2 separate regions of the Gossypium arboreum genome follow, and region 2 is linked to region 1. Evidence: chromatin contacts called from public Hi-C data. All regions are on one chromosome and are shown on one strand. Each heading gives the region's core, a stretch centred on a gene start, on an enhancer-like site or on the middle of the called end of the contact. The rest is flanking DNA. Distances are from core to core; before and after follow the strand shown. Region 1 holds the start of LOC108479732 (ATP synthase subunit O, mitochondrial). Region 2 holds the start of LOC108479813 (cytochrome b5 domain-containing protein RLF).

The links. Hi-C and Micro-C count contacts between places; a contact is called where the count stands out from the background.
Region 2: a contact with region 1 is called in a Hi-C map of leaf, with 1.9 times the contacts expected there. The contact joins the promoter of LOC108479813 here to the promoter of LOC108479732 in region 1. A contact is called at or near these places in 2 of 5 Hi-C or Micro-C datasets (both in leaf).

Annotation. Positions count from the first base shown.
Region 1 is chr12:84,883,873-84,887,882 of ASM2569848v2, reverse strand. LOC108479732 (ATP synthase subunit O, mitochondrial) reads right to left here and starts at 2,289. Exons shown (of 6, transcript XM_017782492.2): 1 at 2,073-2,289; 2 at 1,663-1,710; 3 at 1,145-1,388; 4 at 180-292. The coding sequence starts at 2,192. It overlaps LOC108477520, which reads left to right and starts at 3,359. Exons shown (of 4, transcript XM_053022930.1): 1 at 3,359-3,413; 2 at 3,624-3,705. The coding sequence starts at 3,359.
Region 2 is chr12:85,469,930-85,473,939 of ASM2569848v2, reverse strand. LOC108479813 (cytochrome b5 domain-containing protein RLF) reads left to right here and starts at 1,852. Exons shown (of 7, transcript XM_053023437.1): 1 at 1,852-2,039; 2 at 2,154-2,277; 3 at 2,451-2,673; 4 at 2,835-3,005; 5 at 3,111-3,245. The coding sequence starts at 2,239.

The DNA.
Region 1 (4,010 bases), core at 1,040-3,539:
ATGAACAATTGAACCAAAATTTCATGTGTCTAAATTGCTTTTCACTGTTAGCCTGCAATCTTTTCCTTCAAAGGGAGAAAAAGAAGCTATATTTATATTTCAACTTTAAGAACACAATATTTGCTTCAAATGGTGATACAAGTTATATTACAGAAAACTTTACTTGAAAGTGAACTTACAATAACACTTGTGACAATAGCTTTCACTTCTCCCTTATGAGCCATGGTCAACTCCACAAATCTCTTTGCAATGCTTTCTATATGTCTCAGCCTTCCATTCTCAGCTAGTATAACTAGCATGGATAAATATAAAAATTTCAGAGAGGTATTTAATCATTAAACACAACAAATTAGGAGCTATCAGGGAAACAAAGGCATTGATGAGAAAGAAATGCAAGTACAGCTATAGTACAGGCAAAGCCACAACCAACAAACGCACAAATGCCTGGTGAAAGGCCATAAAGAAAACAGGAATTGAATATCATACAAAGTGAGCATACTGCAACAATTATTGTTTGCAAATTATAGCAGACAGGAAAACACTATAATGAAACCCATATAGGTCAGGAAGAATCCTTTAGAGCAAAAACAATGACAAAATCAAAGGGGAAAAGAAGTCTGAAAAACAGGAAAAACAATAATAAAAATACAACCATCAGTGGAAGGTGTTCCATATTTGTCTATAATGACAAGAAGACCAGATGGCTCATAGGTCAAAAGTAATTAGAGCACAATATTTAAGACATGATTTGGTTAAACACAAACAGAAAGAAAACATAAAACAACTAAAGCACCCGAAAAACGTAATCCACAATATCCCACGCTATTTCATTGCACAATATGGATTGCTATCATACACTTTGACAACTCTTCTACACTATGCCTCAATCATCCTATGCTTTTACATGCCAATAATAAAAATCTAGATTTCCTGCATCAGTTGCAGAAATAGGAGTAGCTACTTGTGGCCCATTCGTAAGTGAAACTATCAAGCATTCTGACCACCTTATGTTTCGCATTTCACTGGACCATCAGACACTTATGTTCATCAAGAATAAACAAGGTAGTCTTACACAGTCTCAATTTCACACAGTCTCAGTTTCACAACCCTAAAATTTTGTCAATCTATTTTCCAGTTTCCATACCTAAAAAGTTCTTTGTAAGATCTGAAAATTTAGCTTGCCCACATATCTCATTAATGGCTTTGACCCGTGTCTCTGCAGGTACTGACAAGTCCTTAGTGAATTGAGAAAACAATTGACTGTTTTTTGATGCCTGAACAAGGTCAAGAAGTTCAGACTCAACCTTGTCCAGAGCATTTCCTTTTACGGCTGCAAGGTACAGTGCAGATGCATAGTTTCCAGATCCACCAAACAAAGCCAAAGGCACCTAAAATGCCAATAAGAACCAAAAGAAGAGTTAGAACCCATTTAAATTTAACTTTTGCACCTTGAGCCTTTTTACAACCCAAGGAAAGACCTAAAGATCAGCAACCGACCTTTTTCTCACAAAAAGGTCTCTAATTATCAGAATCCATTTTAGAAGCCAAGGAAAGGTAAATGGGGCAATGAACTTGTTCAAAAGCATGCGCCTCGACTAGCCAAAATATGTATAACAAAACTATCATGAATTCGTAGAAAAAAAAAAGAAACTACCAAGGCACCTTAACATTCTCGTCCTTCTTCAGAGAAGTAGAATATTTCCTCGACAGCTGTAAGAAACACAATGGGAGAAATCAACCAGAGAGTAAACAGTTTAAAATTCAGCTCAATTTAAAATTCAGCTCGACAATTACACTGCCGTGAAATGCATGGAAAAAGGAACAGATGATAAGATTATAAAAATATGCGCCATTCCGCCTAAGCATTCAATCTGGCTATCCTCTTCTTCTCTCACAACGAAATCATAATAGTAGCAGAATAGCAAAGGCAAAGAAAATAAATATACAGAAACGAAAATATAACCTAAATCAGATTCGGATCACCTCACATAGGAAAAAAGAAGGTGCGACTGAACTAGGATAAAATATATAATAGAAAATAGAGAATGGAATCGATGAGAGATGACAATTACCTCGGGGCAAAGTAGAGTTCGGTGAAGAGTAGCTCTGGGAGTGTGAGAAGGCAGGGAATCGGATCTCAAAAGCCTGTGAAAGATAGGGAGAGTGGATCTGACGCGCGCTGCCATCGCCATTTCTAAACACAACCCTAATTCTTACGTTGATTCTGGAGATCGCTTTCTTTGGCGTGGGAAGTGAGGGAGAGTGTATTTGAGCCTGAGGGTGAGATGTACTGGACTTGGAATTGGGCTGGGCTTCAGTACTTGTGTCATCTTAACTTGACGGCCGAACGAAAAGGCTCAACAGTTCCGTGGTAAACTATTATCTCCTCGACATTGCGAGTTAAACGGAATCAATCAGCTGAGAAAAATATTAAATTTAATTTATTTAAAATAATTAATTCTATTGTAAAGATAATTATATATTTCAATAATTTAATAATTAAATTACAAAATAGATACATGGTAAAGATTTATATATTTTTCAGATATTGGTGTTAACTTTATTTATTATATATATATTTATTTTATAAAATATGAGTGTTGCAAAACTTAGTTTAAATAGATTTAATAATTAAGTAATCGTACCAAATTTAAAATGATTAGTGATGACTCCTAATTAGAATGATATTTAGTGTTTAGCATATCAAATTCTCGTATATTTATTTCATGACCGAATGCATTGTATAAAATTATTTTATATCTCTATAATACATTTAAATTATTGATTGAGTTAGTATCATAAATCAATTAAGATAACTAAAATATTTTTAAAAATTAACAAATATAATTTATAATGGTGTCTTTGTTTCTTTTATATTTTAATATAAATCTATAAAAATCAATTTAAATCTTGAATAAATCTAAAAAAATTTATATGTCATGCAACTTGAATCCACAAACACTATAATATTCAAAACCTTAATTTCATCATTTAGCAAAAACTTTCTTTATTTTTATCTATTTTTTATAATATGTTTTCTTTTCTTAATTTTCACCTAATATCCCTGAAGTCAACATCTATACTATCTAAAGTATCACTTTCAAAAGAAAAACCTAAATTGTCTAATATATCGCCTACTTATACTAAAGACCATTACTATTTACTACGATGGTTATACAAAGTATGACTTTTTCATACCTTTTTCGTTGCCAAAATCATACTTTTTCCGATGAACGGTGCATTTACTTATTATTAATATAAAAATAATGATAACAATTAAATTAAAAAATATAACAATACTGTAACATAAAAAAAAAGGAAAAAAAAAAGAAGAAAAAGCAAGCGAACCTAGTGTAAGATGGGCTATGTCTTGGTCTTTTGGACTCTCCATCCTCCAACTGAAGTTCGATCTAGTTAGTCTTAGACAGACAGGCCTTCTACCTTATAATCTCATGGGATGGGCTGCGTGGCTATATGGAAATGGATAAATATTATATCTCTGCTTTCTTGGCCAGTAGATGTGGAATCTCAATAAGTCTTAAGCCACCGCATAATTGAGAACCCATACTAAACGGAAACAAACAGGGAGGGCAAAAGGTGAAAGTTATGGTTTTGGCATACAGCATCTCTCAAACCCTCATCTACAACTGCAACTATCAGTTCAAGGCTGATAAAGGTTGAGAAGGATGAACGCGAAAGCAGATCGTAAAGTTTGTCAAAGTCGCGGATTTGACTTAGGGCTCTAGATGTTCGGAAAGAAACTTGGATTTTTTTTTGACACAACCTGAAACGAAATTAAATCCAAGTTAGATAAAATAATTAAAACAAATAATAAATCAAGGATTCAGGAAGTGAATAAAGAAGATAAATGGAAAGATAGAACGTGGCGTGTAGAAGTCCTAAGAAGCCTTGGAAACACGAAGAATCCACAACCCCTTCAAGCGGCTCTAATTTCCTCCAAGATAAAAACCTTGGCAAGAAAAAGTTTGAAGATGATCCCACAATCTAAA
Region 2 (4,010 bases), core at 603-3,102, 590 kb before region 1:
AATTGAAACCCTTAATTTTCTCCACCTTTTCCTCAATCAAAGGATATAGAAAAGTTAAAAAGATTACTATTTTACTAAATTCTCAATTTCATAAGCTAATACGTTAATTTCTCCCCCATGGAGATTACTCATTAACTTGTCTCTCTTACCAAATAACTAGAGAAGAAGATAAAAGAAAGATAATGAATACAAAAATTAGAGTGCTTTAAGGATAATGGCATTCATCTCTTATATAACCTTCCTACATTCATTCACCAAAACCAATTCGTTAGCTCCAAAATTAATGTTCCTCGTCATAATGTTTCCAACTAAAAAATTACCAATTCTAATGTAACGAGACTAATAGTTGACGTCTAAGCAATTTCCAATTCAGTTAACAATATTCACATAATTACACTAAGGTCCTCTTAAATAGAAAGTTTTATAGTTAGATACCCAGAATTACTATTGTACTTACCATTTAACGTTCCCAAGTGTGACACTTGGAGATAAAAATAATGAAAATGAAGAGATCTTAGTAAGTTATGTCAATAAAAAATTTGGAACTGAAATGAATAGTTGCTGACAATAGTTTTGCAATGTTGAAAGAATGAAAGGAAATGTGGATCTTAAATAAATTTGTCGAGAAATATAGACATGGAATAGATTGACTAAAATAGAAATACACAATTGAAGTAAAATTAAATTGAGGAAGTTTTTGGACTAGCAGTCCATACATCTAAACTATAAAACTAATGGGATATAAATGAGTAAGTTTTGTGAAAATGAAATAAAAAAAAATTAAGTTTTTTGTTCAGTCTTGGTATTGATTATGAAAATATTTTCTTTTGTGTTGAATGCAATAACCTTTAAATATCTTATTAGTATGGTGGTTAATGAAAGATTTGATATGCGACTTATGATTGTTGTTATAAATTTTAGATGAATCACTATATAGTAAAGTTTATATTAAAATTCTTAAAAGATTTAGAATACTATAAATATATATAATTTTTGGAAAATTATTTAATATGTTTGTGTAATATTTATATGGTTTAAAATGATTTAAACCTATGTGTTTTATAGAAGGATCATAATGAAAGTTTGCTATGATTATTTCTCAGTCATGACTTTTAGAAGAATGATAATATAAACATTTATTAAATCTCTTCAAATGATCGTTTGCAAAGTTAATATATTCAATATTGAAAGATGTAGAATATGAGATATTATATGATGTTGTCATGAGAGAGGTAAATATATGCTGTACTGTCTTTCATTTAATTGAGGTTTTGTCAGTTTTCTTGGTAAGACTTTTAATGAGGTAGCAAGTTATCCATATTATAAATATGTGTATTCTTTTTCCTTTATTAAGAATTTTTCCAACATGATTTTTATCTTAATAAAATTGTAATAAGGCATGTTATCTATAAATGAACATTTAATGGGGAGTGTTATAAATATTTTATTATTATAAAGTGTATGTCTTTTAGGATAAGAAGCTTGATGTACTTAGGACTTTAATATCCATTAGGAGCATAATTTGATTTCATTTACTTCTTATATTTATAAATATAGACTTTAGAGAAGTATTATAAATATTCCTATTGGTGACTAAATACACATTTCTTTTTTTTATTCTTTATCATTTTATTTTATAACATTCTTTTATTTCTTTTAGATTTTAGAATATTAAATTCAAATTTAACATAGTATTATGATCCATAAATAAAAATAAGAATAGTTGGTAAATTTCACAATATAAATAGAAATTTATTAAACATATTGATTAATTTACATTTATTTTGAAATAATGTCTTATTATTCAACTAAGATCTAAATAAAACTTTAATCAAATTTAAAAAAACCCAGACTAAAGCCCATAAACCCTTAGCCCATGCATGCAGCTGTGCCCTAGTTTCTTTTCTTTCCAGCGGCGGGTTTTTATTTCCTCTTTTTCCACCCTCTCGAACGTTTTCTTCTTTTCCAGTGCTTTTCTTCGGATCGGCCACATATCCTGTGTCCTTACCGGCGTCGACAAGGGTGTGGCCTTCGTTCAGGCGAGTCCGAGCAACAGATTCTAATATTTTAGTTTGTAATTTGCCCTTATTTCCTTGATTAATGGCATTTTATATCATCGTTTTCTGAAAATCTTTCTGATTTTGAAATTTCAGATGGTGTAAGAGCTGTTGTAATTGTATCACTTGAGAGGAACTGTTGCCTGACTTGATTTTGTAAATCTTAGTCTCCCCTCATAGCATGGACAACACCAGCAATGATGATTTCACCTTTTGTAAGGCAAGTTAAATTCTATAATTTTCATGACCTTAAAGTACACCTTTTCATTTGGTGTATTGGCGTAATGTATCAAGAATAAGATGTGTTATTCTTTTTTACTCCCGATATAAACTTGAGTGCCGGATATTTTCATTTTATTGTAAGAATAGTTAAATATATGGTTTCTGGTTTAGGTTGGGTTACCGACTGATCAAAATGGTTTGGAGGAAAAGAATCTTGCAGCTGATATTGGTGGTATTGCCATTAAAGACGAAACCTCAAACTGCAGCGATAATAGCAAGAATGGTGGTTTTCCCTGGAAAGATAAACATCCAAATAATGCCACATTTGTAGATCAGGCTACTGTTGGTTCTTTGACTTTCAATGTTATTGATGCTTCATGTTTGAAATCATCAGGTATTGCCATTAAAGACAATCCTCAAACTGCAGCGATAGTAGTAAGAATGGTGGTTTTCCCTGGAAAGATAAACATACAAATAATGTTACCTTTGTACATCAGGCTACCGTTGGTTCTTTGACTTTCAATGTTATTGATGCTTCATGTTTGAAATCATCAGGTGAATCATCAAGACAAGTAGCATATGTAGATGCGGGTGCTTCAGCAGTGAAGTCAGAAAAACCACGAAGTTCTACCAGAAAGTCTGCACCTCGGACCAAGGTTCCTTTTGAGAAGGGATATAGTCAAATGGACTGGCTTAAGCTTAGTCAAACTCATCCTGACCTTGCAGGTATGATGCGAAACAGTTCCTAAGACGTTCCCCTCTCATTTAACTCTTCAAAATGTAATGCCAACTGCATGTTTCTTCTATATTTCACCAAAAATTGTGTTTTAGGATTGAAAGGGCAGTCAAATAGGAGGCTTGTTTCAATGAGTGAAGTTAAGCAAAATCAAAAAGAAGGTTCCATGTGGACTGTTCTGAAAGGACGTGTCTACAATATATCTCCATACATGAAGTTTCACCCTGGAGGTACGTATGTGGCTTTTCAATTGTGGAAGTTTTAACCTTTGACAGAATGAACACTCTATTCTTTGATAAATCTGAGTTAGATTTATCTGGCCCAAGTAGATAATCTGCAGTTTTCTCTAAGGCAGTCATATTTATTATTTGTTGGAAGTCTATCTTCTATTTTAGTCAGCTTCTAGTTTTTGCAGTATAGGGATATGTGGCATTTATCTGAAGGTTTATCTTCCTATGAACTCTATAATTTGAAAAGAATATTCCTTCTTATTTTTAGTTTTCTGGATTTGGTTTTCAATGAACACATCTGATGCAGGAGTGCCATATTAGTTTAATTATTTAAAGTTTGTTTTTCTGTTATTTTATTTGAGTGTGGTATTTTATCAGTATAAGACTCTTAGTAGTAAGAGTTCTAGAATAAATACTCTACCGGATGATTTCCATGGGACGTTACATGTTGAAGAATATGTGGATTGGGAAGCCATAGTAGAACATTATTTTGAGTGGAAACCCATGGCTGAACCTAGAAAGCTTCTATTTGTGAACCTGAAATTAAATGGCGTTGCACTGCAATGGTGGAAGAGAGTATGATCATGTCAAGGACAGCAAAAAATCAGTTGTTGGGTTCACATGAAAGGGAAGATGCAGATACATTTTCCACCAGCAGCTTATGCTATTGAACTTTATGGAAAATTTTACTTGCTCAGAGAGTTTGATAAGTCTGTTGATCACTACGCTACTGAATTTAGTAATCTGTTCATTAGAGTTGGTTTG